Linked DNA regions of Sus scrofa: all the other regions are linked to region 1. Evidence: chromatin contacts called from public HiChIP or PLAC-seq data. All regions are on one chromosome and are shown on one strand. Each heading gives the region's core, a stretch centred on a gene start, on an enhancer-like site or on the middle of the called end of the contact. The rest is flanking DNA. Distances are from core to core; before and after follow the strand shown. Region 1 holds the start of CTSK (cathepsin K). Region 2 holds the start of C4H1orf54. Region 3 holds the start of PRPF3 (pre-mRNA processing factor 3). Region 4 holds the start of RPRD2 (regulation of nuclear pre-mRNA domain-containing protein 2).

Region 1 (3,217 bases), core at 488-2,987:
TACCTAACAACTCCGCACCCTGGCCCACGTGCTCCACATTCACACAGAAACGATGCAAATCCCCTGCCTCCTTCCCTCCTCCCTAATCTCTCTTTCAGCATTTCTATCCCTACTGCCCTCCCCTATCCAAATTTTCCAGCCAGCAGCTAGAGCTGACTTCCGCAATCCTGATGGAATAAATCCAGCGCCCCTAGTCATCCGTCCACATTATCCACACTTCCCTGCCGCGACGAGCCCAGAGAACAGATCCCCATCAGCAGGTAACGTTTTCAACTTACTCTGTCTTTTAGCTTCTCATTCCTGCTAGCTCTCCATTTTTAGGAAAATTAGGAACATAGTGACTTGGGGATCAAAATGAACTTTATAGGCTTTGTGGATGAAAACTAATGCCCTTCTTAGGTCATTTCCTGGACAAATAAAATCTGTCTGGAAATCTTTAGGACTCCTTTTATGATTTGTAAATACGTATATGTGGTTGCTAGTGAAAGCAAAAAATATAGAGGATCCTTTGCCCAACCCTCAAAGAGTGGCCTCTTGGGGTTTTTGTTTGGGCCAAAGATATCAAAGGGTTAATTTACTAACAGGAAGAGAGGTTTGGGAGGTGGTAGCTCAGTACTTCCTACTCTTCAAGACATTTCAGTGCCCCTTAATACTCCAGATACTAAATGTTGTGCTGGACATTTTGTCAGTTTGCAAAGATCGCACAAAAATGGACGTAATTTGAAAATTATGCAAGCTGTGTGACTTGCTACAGACTAACTTGCGCTTAAAATGGAGGACACATAATTACAAGCCACCACAAGAAGTGAATGAAGCTAAACTTCTGAAAAGCTGTGTCTCTAATGATCATAGAACATTCCTTTTCTGTCTAACGTTCTTCTAGCAAACTTTGGTTCTGAGGTTTTTTGTCCTGTGAGGCAGATGCAGAGGGTTTTGTAGGGGTTTTGGTCGAAAAAGAAAGAAAAGCTTTCCTGCCCACAGCAGCTGGTTGAGATTAGGACAGTTTCCTGAAGAGAAAGGAGGAAGAAATACCTAAGAAGACAGAATACACCTGAGAGAGAAAAGGAAATGCTGTCAAAATTTCCCTTGTCCTCTCCTGGTAAGATCAGAAGCATCAGAATTTAGGCAAAGAACAAAAGAATGCCTAGAAATGATCAGGAAGCAAAAACTTAGCTGGAAATCTCTCCTTTGTGTATATTCTCCAACCCATTCATCCCATCCTGCATTTGTTTTTTCCATCTCCTTCAAGTCTGCATGGACATTGGAGCAGTTTTTGTGCTCATCCTGATTGTCCATTTTCTAAACCTTTTCTGGTTGTCTGTGCAAGTGTGTGTGTGTGGAATCTTCCTAGGTCAAAGTACTTGGAACCAGAGGTATCAGCACTCCATCCAAACCCAGACCCTTCCTATCACTGTTTGTTTTATCATATGGAAATCACCCTCAATTTTTCTGCTTTCCTTACAAAGCCTAGTTTTCTTCTGCCTCATGTTTCAGAGAAAGGGGTTTTTAACTTTGGGTTCATAAACTCCCCAGAATTATTGTGTGTGCATTCATTTTTCTGGTGAGAGGGACTACAGTGGGTTGCAAATTTTTGTTAGCTTCTCATGGAAGTCTGTGACCTAAAGATTAAGAATTACTGGTCTGAGAATATGGTTCCAGCTATTTCCTCATTCCCAAGCCAGGTTAGGAACCCCTTGGCAAATAGAAGTGTCTCCCCTAATTATCTCCTTCCCCCAGGATGTGGGGGCTCAAGGTTGTACTACTGCTGCCTGTGATGAGCTCTGCTCTATACCCTGAGGAGATACTGGATACCCAGTGGGAGCTATGGAAGAAGACCTACAGGAAGCAGTATAACAGCAAGGTGCCTGGGAACCTGGAGGGGAACATGGTGGGAGGGCTGGAACCTGAGACCTCCAATCCTAGGTTCCAGACTCCCTTCCTCAACCCAATACCTTAATTACCTCAAGCAAATCTGCCCCTGTTCCCTGACTATTAACATACACTTTTCTCTTTTTGGCCACACCTGTGGCATGTGGAAGTCCTGTGGGCCAGGGATTGAAACTGTATCATGGCAGTGACAATGCTGGATCCTTAACCACTAGGCCACCAGGGAACTCCTTAACATATACTTTCCATTCCTAATCCTCTATTCACCCTCCATCAAGTCTTACCCTTCCTTTTCTTTATAACTGCCTTATATTTCTCTTTCGGGAAGGCTTCTCAGATTAATGCGATTAATCCGTAAGCAGTTTTTTTTTTTTTCTATACATCTCTCTAGAGGTTTGTATCCTATTATTTGCATTTGTTTACGTATTTCTCTTTGTATGCTCTCAATCCCATGATTATTTCCCCAACTAGATTGTAAACTTCTGTGATTTTAAATTTAATCTCTTCTCCTAAAAACCTGCATGGTATTAGGTATGTAACTTTCTACACAGGATACAGTCTATGCCAATACTGACAATGCTCTGTGTAGGTGGATGAAATCTCTCGGCGTTTAATTTGGGAAAAAAACCTGAAGCATATTTCCATCCATAATCTTGAGGCCTCTCTTGGGGTTCATACGTATGAACTGGCCATGAACCACTTGGGCGATATGGTGAGTTGAGCCTCAGCTCCTGGTCTATCTGCCCTGTTTGCCTTGGTTCCTTTCTTATGCCTGGCTTCTTTCTTCTTTGTACCAGACCAGTGAAGAAGTGGTTCAGAAGATGACTGGACTCAAAGTACCCCCCTCTCATTCCCGCAGTAATGACACCCTTTATATCCCAGACTGGGAAGGCAGAACCCCAGACTCTATTGATTATCGGAAGAAAGGATATGTTACTCCTGTCAAAAACCAGGTACCCTCTTTTTTCTTGGGTGTGAGTATATAAGCTGGCATGACTGCTTCCTTTTTCTGTTTCTTTATCTTAAGGTAGGAGGACACCAGGAGAGAGGGCAAAGAATTAATTTACCTCTTCCCCTGCTAAGAGAATAAATAAAGCCTATTCTGTTATTTAACTCATCAGCATTTTTTTTTTTTTTGGCTGTCCTGTGACATGTGGAGGTCCCTGGCCAGAGATCAGACCTGACCTGAGCCGCAGCTGCAGCAATGCCAGATCCTTAACCTACTGTGCCTGGCCTGGGATTGAACCTGCATCCCAGGGTTCCCAAGATGCCACAGATCCTGTTGCTCCACAGCAGGAACACCTCATCACCTATTTTTGTACATTTAAGT
Region 2 (3,217 bases), core at 537-3,036, 420 kb after region 1:
GTTTCCTTTATTTCTGCCTCCCCTCTACTATCTCCCTGCCTCTGCACCTCTAAACCCTTATCAGTCTTCTGGGCTCCATATCTGTGTCAAGGCCTGTTACTCAGTGCTCTTTCCATTTGGGAACCCCCAGAATAGAAAACGGGTCCCTCCACATACTGTAACCCAAACTAATCCTAAAAAAGGAAGGAATCAGAGACCAGAAATTAAGAAAGAACTCCAAATGTACTCCTCAGTATACTCCAGGCCTATTATATTTGTGAAAGACTTTCTCTTATCAGTGTCTTCCACAACTAATTCTCTCTCTCTCCCCCCTCTCCCTCTCCCTCTCCCTCTCCCTCTCTCTCTCTCTCTCTCTCTCTCTCTCTCTCTCTCACACACACACACACACACACACACACACACACACACACACAGCCTTAGGCTTATGTTTTACTGTGGTTTTTTTCTGGCTGTGCCTGCAGTATATGGAGGTTCCCAGGACAAGGATCAAACCCACACCACAGCAGTGTCATTGCACACGGCTGCAATGACAACGCCGGGTCCTTAACCCCACTGTGCCACAAGAGAACTCCACGGTGAAATTTGTGTTTTGTTTATTTGTCTTTTGTCATTTTAGGGCCGTACCTGAAGCATATGGAAGTTCCCAGGCTAGGGGCTGAATTGGAGCTACAGCTGCCTGCCTACACCACAGCTCATGGCAACGCCGGATCCTTAACCCACTGAGTGAGGCCAGAGATCGAACCCAAATCCTCATGGATCCTTGTCAGGATCGTTAACTGCTGAGCCACAAAGGGAAGTCCCCAAAATTTAGGTTTTATTGTGGGTTTTTTTCTGGTTTCTGAACTCGGGTTTTTGTTCCAATTTTACCTCTAACTCTGGAATATCTCTGAACAAGCCGTCTAACATCCCTTTTCTTAAAATGAGTCAGCTGGACTAAATGATCTGGCTGCATTAGCTTTTCCTTTCTAGGACTAAAAATATGCATCTTTGGTATGGTTTGGTCATGAACTCTAGGCCTCCTGCTAAACATTTCCCTAAGCTCCTTGAAAGCTCTCTCTTACCCCAAGCAATGACACAGGAATCTGGAGGAAAGGCAAACAATGAGAGCACCTGGCAGACGGGGAACAAAAGAGGGAAGGAGCCAAGCTACTTTGGGGACCCCGTCCCTGAAGGCAGCCAGTACTCGTTATCCTTAAGGCCACTCCTTCTGTGTCTTTACTAATACAAGGAATTTTTTTTTTTTTTCCTCCAACTTGATGTGAAAGAAGATACCCTGGCTTCCCTCTCTAGTTTCAGACTGCCCCACCTTCAAAGAGTCTACCTCTCTCCACTCTCACTTTGGTCTTTCTCATCTCGTTCAATTCCGTGGTGATGGTGAGTTGAGCTCACTCTTATTAGGACTTCCCCATGGCTGGGCTCCATCCCCATCAGCTGCCTCTTCTTTGACAAGGCTCTGCTTTCCTCTCCCATGCCTGGCTCTAATTTCCAGTTCCCCCCTCTGCCCCAAATATCTAACACACTCGAGAGCACGTTAATCACTCCTTATTAACTTCTTACCTCCCACCCTCCCCTCATTTTCTTTTCTCCCATCCTGCTTATTGTAGAAGACCTGGCCCAAAAGCTCAGAGAGAGATGTGAACTTACCCAGGATGAGTGGCACGGCAAGGATGGCTACAAAGAGGACATCCATTCTGGATTCTTCACTATTGCCTTGCAAGTAAAAAAGGAAGTTACAGCGTTTCCCACCAAACATTCCCCGCCTCCGGCCCTCCCCCAAGGCAAGGAGGGAGCTGCAGCAACTCTTCTCCCAGGGGGCTGGGGCATTCCCTGCCCACTTGCTGACTGACTAGAACTTCAGTTACTACCGCCAGGGTTCTGAGCCAGAGCTCCACAGATCAAGAGAGGCAAAGTGAATTATTATTATTTTTTTCTGTGTTTTGTCTTTTTAGGGCCCCACCCTCCTCACATGGAGGTTTCCAGGGTAGGGGTCAAATTGGAGCTGTGGCTGCCAGCCTACGCCACAGCCACAGCAACTCGGGATCCTAGCCTGTCTTCCACTTACACCACAGCTCAAGGCAATGCTGGATCCTTAAACCACTGAGCAAGACCAGGGGTGGAATCTAAGTCCTCATGGATACTAGTCGGGTTCGTTAACCACTCAGCCACACAGGGAACTCCCAAGAGGCAAAGTGAATTTTGATGGAAACGTGTTCATCGAGCTCCCCCAGCCCTACATAGACTAGATTCATTCAGGACTCCTGCTGCCATTTCCAGAAAACAAACAAACAAACCAAAAAACCCCAACCCAAACAGAATTCTCTTATGACTCAGTAGGTTAAAGATCCTTGTTAAGTGTTTCACTGCAGCAGCTGGGGTGGCTGCTATGGTGGGGATTCCCTGGCCCAGGAACTTCTGCATGCTGCAGGTATAGTATGGCAAAACAAAACAAAACAAAACAAACAAACAAACAAACAAAAACCTCAAACCCCAAAACCCAGCCTATCAAGGAATCCCGCCCCCCCAACTCCTCTCCTTTCCTTTCTTGCTCCCAGTCCTCACAAAAAGCTCAACTTAGCTCTTACTGTCCCTAACTGTCATCACCCAGAGCTGCCCTTCTCACTGAGACTTCATCACAATCTATTTCTTCACAGTCAAAATATTCTGAGGAGAGGATGAGCATTTTTTTAAGAAAAAATTAAAAAAGAGAGAAAATTCTCTCTCTCCTCTGCTTTAGACTATGAAGTATGAGAGCAATATCAACACCATCGTCTAACTCTCAAAGCACCTGCTGCAATGCTTCTGAAAAAAAGAAAAAAAAAAAAAAAAAACAAAACCTTCAGTCAAGGCCAGTTACTTCCCCTCAGCTAAGGACTGACCTCACCTCACCTCTTTCTCAACTTTCTGCACACAGGATGGGAGAAGGGGGGAAGCAGGTAGTCTCTTTCCCTGTTCTATATGCCATACCCTTTCTCCCACTTTGTCACTTGGTGTGTTCCCTTCAATCCAACCCACAGGGTGAGTTCATTTTATGTCTCTCTGCTTTTGTATTCCCCATTTTGATTCAATTCACTTTAGGAACATTTAGTAACATATGTGCTTAGGCACAGCATCAGGCTTAGTCTCAGAGGCAATTCAGTGTTCATAGGCAAGGGAATAAGAAAAGAATGCAGGTAATTTTTTTCTTCTTTTTTTGGTTTTTGGGGCTGCACCCTTAGCA
Region 3 (3,217 bases), core at 276-2,775, 380 kb after region 1:
GAAAAAAAAATTACACTGTACCTTTTAGGAGAAAAGATATCCAGAAAGAAGAAAAAAAAATTACACTGTACCTTTTAGGAGAAAAGATATCTTAAAACTTTTTTTGCCCCCCTTGGGCCGCTCCCACGGCATATGGAGGTTCCCAGGCTAGGGATCTAATCGGAGCTGTACCCGCCGGCCTACGCTAGAGCCACAGCAACGTGGGATCCGAGCCGAGTCTGCGACCTACACCACAGCTCACGGCAACGCCGGATCCTCAACCCACTGAGCAAGGCCAGGGATCGAACCCACAACCTCATGGTTCCTAGTCGGATTCGTTAACCACTGAGCCACGACAAGAACTCCGGTACAGTCTAATTAACTTCTGCATTCTTGGTAGGTTTATCCTCTATAAGACCTGTTGCTAAACAGTGTATTTAATTTTGGTATAACCATATGAAGCTAGTGAAGTCATGAAACTAGGAGTAAAAGATTTTGTGTCTTACTGACATGTTATATAATAAATCTATGATGGCTCTATTTACCCATCATGAGACAGCACTATAGCTTATCAATTTCAACATGCTAACTGTTCAATGCTCAAAAGAAGGGTATTCAGACAACATAGGGAGTGAAGAAAGAGCTCTTCCATTTACTAACCTTCTGTCAAGCAATTCCTCTGAGCCTCAGTTCATTCATCTTACAAAAGGAGGACAACTGCCATAGCTATCTGGCACTTAATTCATTCAGTAAGTATTTACTGCACAACAACTAAGTGTTAATGTAGTGGGATACTGCCAAGGATACATACAACAGTGAACAAAAGAGACAAGAATCCTCACCTTAGAGGGCTTATATTCCACTAGAACTGAATCATAGATTAGAAAGTTTAAGCCGTTTGAAAATCCAAAGCAATAAACGGGGTACCACTCTATAAACGAACCGTATGCCCAAGCACTATACTTATGTACTCAATTTCAACCCATTCCCTCCATAATATAACGTGCAGACTAAACAGTCAGTGGGCAAAAATCAAACTTCCAAATAGTAACTAGCTTTGTCATTAATCAGACGTTCAACAATAACTGCGTGGGGCGGGGTGGGGGTGGTTACGGTGTGGAGGGAGAGAGAGGAAGGCAGAATGATCTCAATGAGCAGGTAGCAGAATCTAATCTTCTGAAGGAATTCCTTACTTCGTGCTCTTCTTTGCTACAAGTCGAATTTCCTCCCTTAAACCCTATCCTTTGCTTTTTGCTCTCTCCATCTCTCTGACCGGACCCTTTCCCCACCTTGTTCTACCCAAACTCATCTCAGAGGTAGTCTCCTCACCCTGTCCCTTTCCCGCCCCCGCCCTTTTCCTCTCAACAATCTCATTCCAACCCGTTCTCGCACAGAACCTGGTTCTTTCCTCAGCCTCCTTTCTGTTGAACCTCCCGCCTCGGTCCTCCCTTTGGACTGAAACTTAGCCCCAGCCGCTAGGACCCGAGCATACCCTCTCTGGGCCCGGGGCCACTACTCACCTCACAAACTTCAGCCCCTGAGACGGAGCCCGAACGTTACACCGGAACCGGAAACCCTCCGACCGCCCTACGGCCTGCCGTCGCTACCGCCACGGCTGCTGCCTCGCCACGGTCCCACAACTTGTGACGAAAGAGGGCGGGGCCCCGGTTCGCGCAGCCGTAGTAGCTACTTTTCCGCGGCGGAGCGCATGCGTGGCGGAGCCGTAACGATTTCCCCCGGCAAGCTACTTGGCTCCTTCGGTTCCCCGTGCTAAACCTGTTAACTACATTAGCGCAAAATTAATGTTACCTGAAGCATAAATTGAGCTGCTTGTAGTATTCCCGTGGAGAATAAGTGCGCTAAGGCTATGGCTAGAACTAAAAGCAGAGCTTCTGCGTTTGGGCTAAACCTGGACTTTCTGGTAGGAAGTAAACTTCAGAGTAGTGATCGTTAGTATTAACCACTCTCTCCTTAGCCTTTGTCCTTAACAGTGGTGCCAAGAGACCCAGAAAACCGACTAGTGTGGGAGGAGTCTGAAGATAGTACCCTCTCACACACCTTTGTTTCTTTCTTCCATTCATTCGCAAAACAAATAATTGCTGGCAGTCTAGTACTTTTTAGGCCCCACCTGCAGCATATATAAATTCGGGTTAGGGGTTGAATCAGAGCTGCAGCTTCTGGCCTATGCCACAGCCACGCAGAATCAGAGCTAGGACTGTGACCTACACCACAGCTCAGGGCAACACTGGCTCCTTAATCCACTGGGCAAGGCCAGGGATGGAACCTGTGTTCTCATGGATACTAGTGGGGTTCTTTACTCGCTGAGCCAGGACAGGAATTCCTAATCAACCATTTTGGTCCTCAACTAATCCTTACCTAACAAGCACCTTTACTTCTTGCCAGCTCCAATTATAATTCTTTTCTTTTTTTTTCTTCCTTTTTACGGCCTAACTTGCAGAATACAGAAGTTGCTGGTCTAGAGGTTGAATCGGAGCTGCACCTGCTGGTCTGTGCCACAGCCACAGCCACACTGGATCTGAGCCGCACCTGTGTTCTACACTGCAGCTTGCTGCAACACTGGATCCTTAACCCACTGAGCAAGGCCAGTTTGATGTGGGATCAAACCCACATCCTCGTGGATACTAGTTCTTAACCCCAATTATAATTCCTCCAATTATAATTTTTAATAAACAACTTATTTAACTACCTGTAAGCTTGTAAGCCTCCCCAATTTTGTAGTCCAGCAGAACACGATTCAAGTGCTTCTTAAACCTGTGTCTCCCTCAGTAAAGAACTTATATAAAGCTAAACTCATGAAGTTCCCACTGTGGCCCAACAGGATCACAGCATCTCTGCAGTGTTGGGATGCAAGTTTGATCCCTGGCCTGGCACAGTGGGTTAAGGACCTGGTGTTAGGCTGCAGTTGGCCCAGGAACTCCATGGCTTTCCATATTACTTAGTGAAAAATGCCCTACACTCCATTACTTCTGTGATCTCACTTGTTTTTTGTTGTTGTTGTTGTACCCGAGGCATGTAGAAGTTCCTGGGTCAGGGATTGAACTCACAGCACAGCAGTGACAATACCGGATCCTTAACCACTAGGCCACGAGGGAACTCCTGTAATCTCATCTACTGCTCTTTCCTTTACTCATTCAGCTCCACAGCTACAGAATCCTGACCCCTTGTTGTTCCTTGAACATGCCAAGTATACAAGGCCTTTGCACTTGTTGCTTTCTGC
Region 4 (3,217 bases), core at 490-2,989, 340 kb after region 1:
TGAAATAATGAGTTTCCTGCAGTTCAGGACAATCCTGACTAGGAATGGAGTCTGGATATGGGAACACTCGAGTCGAAGCTTTAAGGTGAACAACCCTAACCGAATGCAGCGGCTCCACCGGGAAGCCCGAAGCGTTTTGGGCAGTATTTCTTTCCATTCCCCAGTCTTCCCTTCCCTAGTCACCCCCAACACTCACATCTCCGGAGCCACTTCATCCAATGGTAGACGATGGTAGTGTGGTGTTTCTTGTTCTCTATACACCAAGACGACAAGCCTTGAATAGATTCCATGGTGTTAGTTACCGACTGGAATTTTCGATCCAACGAGGACTCCAGAGCCCCTGCTGAAGAGGCCGACGAGGAGGAGGCCTTACTGCTGCCTCCGCCGCCGCCGGCCGCCATCTTCCCAGTTTGCACAAGCGCTGCTGCTCCTCTGGCGGCCGCGGCGGCGGCGGCGGCGGCGGCGGGAGCCGGCAAAACAATCACTGCGAGTGCGTGAAAGCCGCAGGTGGGGAGGGAGGCCAGGGGGTGGAGATGGTGCACGCGCTAGGCTCTTCTGGAGGTAGGACGGGAGGACCAGCTGCTGGGCACGCTGGTGGCTCCTACACGTTGCAAGGAGGGGCTGCGGGTTTCGAAGGTTTATCAAAATTGTTCAAAGGATTGTGTTTAAACCAGTCAGTAATCTCGGAAGAAACGCAGAAAACACGTCCTGCAAAGCCTTTTCTAAACGCCTGGCCCAGAAATTAATGGTTTTATACTCTTCGGCTCTCAATGCTTAAGCCCCTTCCCCACACTCCTCTAAGAACGGGCGTTAATATCTTACAGTTAATACTACCCGACTGCCCCTTCAGCTGCAGAAATCTCTCTCCCCTTTAGGTCCTCTAACACAGGAAAGGCCCAAGGCTACCTAGTCAGGATTTTTTTTGCAACGCAATAGCAGCAAAGGGACAGCAACAGTATCGCGCACGCGCTGCTTGGCTCCGCCCCCCCGCTTCCTTCTCAACCTAGAAAGCGGAGGGAGGCGTGATGGCGGGGCAACCTGGCCAATCAAGGGAGAGGAACGAGAAGCGCGCGCAGAAGCCCACAAGCCCCAAGGGCTAAGGAGACACTCCGATTATTTGTGCGCCTGCGCAATAAGCCAGCGTGTAGCGGGTTGGGAGGAGAAACCTGGAGGGGAGGGTGAGGGAGTTGGTCAAACTAAGGAGAGGTTGGGGGAGGGGCTTCACCGCTCCACCCGGCGTTTTGCTTCCTAGCGAGGTCTCTCTCGGAGCAGTCCAGCTCACACAACAGGGCCGAGAAACTCCCACCGCTTAGCAGCCACTGTTACGTTCTGGCACCTGCAGCTACCGCCGCCGCCGCTGCTGGCAACTCCTTGGGGCATGGAACGCGACAAAGTACCTGGCAGCCATTTTGCCGTGTCTCAGACGATGCGCATGCGCCAGCTCCCTTGCGCCATTCACTACGCAGACTCCCAGACCGAGCAATATTTTACACTCTCCTTGGACAATACCATTTACAGCCACTTGACGTTGGATTATAGGGAAAGGAAGTAAATGAAGTGAAACGGAAAATTTCCCTGTAGAATTTGAGACGAGAAAAGAATAAAAGGCGAAGTAATCGCACCTTCACCAATTATGGTACAGTTTCATAACTGCATGAAACATAGTTTCCAAAAGACTTAGATATCTATTGTATTGATTAGCACAACCTAGATTAACCATGCCATCCCATTTTCCTATGTAAATCATCTGGACAGATTTGGAGGCTCCTGTGTTCCACTAAACACGTGTAATTATTGTATTTTAACTCTTTCACTCTCCCTAGTAGACTCAGGTTTCTTGAGGCGAGGAACCTGTTTTGTCAAGCTCAAATCTAGTATTTGTTAATTCAACAAAAAGTTGTCGAACGTCTTATGTCAAGTACAGTTTTAGACGTGGGGGAATACAGCAAAATGACAAAGTCCCTTCCCTCCAGGGCTTAGTGGCAGGAGACCATAAAAAATACATATATCAGGAAGTAATAATTTCTCTCAAGAAGCATGAAGCAGGGTAAGGGAGAGGAAGGGCACTGCACATATAACACTGTAAGAGAATGGGAGTGAGAGTTTGGTGATCAAGGATGGCTTCTGGTAGTAAGTGATACTTGATGTGAATGTTGAGAACAAGGCAACCAAGCAAATATGGGAAAGGGGGAAGAAAACATGGTGGCAGACAGAACAGCAAGTGTAAAGGACCTAATACAGGAATGTTTTGATACCTTAGAGGGAAAACAAGGAGGCCACTGTGGCTAGAGAAGAGTAAGAGAGGCGTCAAGTGGTAGAATATGAGATCTCAGAGATGAAGGAAAAGAGTTCACATAGACCCTGGAAGGCCACTGGAAGGACTTTGGCTTTTAACGTTGAGTTGGGGAGCAATTTTAAGCAGAGTGTTTTTAAGAAGAAAAGTTACATCGCATTCTTTTTAAAAGATCATGTTGGTTGTTGTGTGGAAAATAGATTTTGGGGAGTTCCCCGGAGCAGCAGAAATGAATCTGACTAGGAACCACGAGGTTGTTGTGTTCCTTCCCTGGCCTGGCTTAGTGGGTTAAGAATCTGGCTTTGGGAGTTCCCATCGTGGCTCAATGGTTAGTGAATCCGACTAGGAACCATGAGGTTGTGGGTTCGATCCCTGGCCTTGCTCAGTGGGTTAAGGATCCGGCGATGCCATGAGCTGTGGTGTAGGCTACAGACTTGGCTCAGATCCCGCGTTGCTGTAGCCACTGCTACAGCTACGATTAGACCCCTAGCCTGGGAACCTCCATATGCTGCGGAAGCGGCCCAAGAAATGACAAAAAGATAAAATAAAATAAATAAAAATAAAAGAATCTGGCTTTGCCATGAGCTGTGGTGTATGTGGCAGACGTGGCTCGGATCTGGTGTTGCTGTGGCTGTGGTGTAGGCCAGCAACTGTAGCTCTTATTAGACCCCCAGCCTGGGAACCTCCATATGCCTCGGGTGTGGCCCTGAAAATAAAAAAAAAAGGAAGTAGACTTTGGAGAGTTCCCGTCCTGGCACAGTGGTTAACGAATCTGACTAGGAGCCGTGAGGCTGAGGGTTCGGTCCCTGGCCTTGCACAGTGGGTTAAGGATCCAGCATTGCCATGAGCTGTGGTGTAGGTCCCAGTCGAGGCTTGGATCCCTTGTTGCTGTGGCTCTGGTGTAGGCGGGTAACTACAGCTCCG

The links. HiChIP or PLAC-seq counts read pairs in DNA pulled down with a chosen protein or histone mark.
Region 2: an H3K27ac HiChIP or PLAC-seq map of alveolar macrophages shows a contact between it and region 1. The contact joins the promoter of C4H1orf54 here to the promoter of CTSK in region 1. A contact is called at or near these places in 1 of 5 promoter capture datasets (fetal skeletal muscle) and 1 of 2 datasets of contacts at active chromatin or transcription factors (alveolar macrophages).
Region 3: an H3K27ac HiChIP or PLAC-seq map of alveolar macrophages shows a contact between it and region 1. The contact joins the promoter of PRPF3 here to the promoter of CTSK in region 1. A contact is called at or near these places in 1 of 5 promoter capture datasets (fetal skeletal muscle) and 1 of 2 datasets of contacts at active chromatin or transcription factors (alveolar macrophages).
Region 4: a contact with region 1 is called in an H3K27ac HiChIP or PLAC-seq map of skeletal muscle, with 4 times the contacts expected there. The contact joins the promoter of RPRD2 here to the promoter of CTSK in region 1. A contact is called at or near these places in 2 of 2 datasets of contacts at active chromatin or transcription factors (alveolar macrophages and skeletal muscle).

The regions. Positions count from the first base shown.
Region 1 is chr4:98,391,289-98,394,505 of Sscrofa11.1, forward strand. CTSK (cathepsin K) reads left to right here and starts at 1,738. Exons shown (of 7, transcript NM_214302.1): 1 at 1,738-1,861; 2 at 2,477-2,599; 3 at 2,685-2,840. The coding sequence starts at 1,739.
Region 2 is chr4:98,812,841-98,816,057 of Sscrofa11.1, forward strand. It overlaps C4H1orf54, which reads right to left and starts at 1,787. Exons shown (of 6, transcript XM_001924595.5): 1 at 1,645-1,787. The coding sequence starts at 1,753.
Region 3 is chr4:98,770,106-98,773,322 of Sscrofa11.1, forward strand. It overlaps PRPF3 (pre-mRNA processing factor 3), which reads right to left and starts at 1,526. Exons shown (of 16, transcript NM_001135965.1): 1 at 1,500-1,526. It overlaps LOC110260326 (a long non-coding RNA gene), which reads left to right and starts at 1,668. Exons shown (of 2, transcript XR_002343444.1): 1 at 1,668-1,900; 2 at 2,438-2,689.
Region 4 is chr4:98,732,867-98,736,083 of Sscrofa11.1, forward strand. It overlaps RPRD2 (regulation of nuclear pre-mRNA domain-containing protein 2), which reads right to left and starts at 1,740. Exons shown (of 11, transcript XM_013988087.2): 1 at 197-1,740. The coding sequence starts at 401.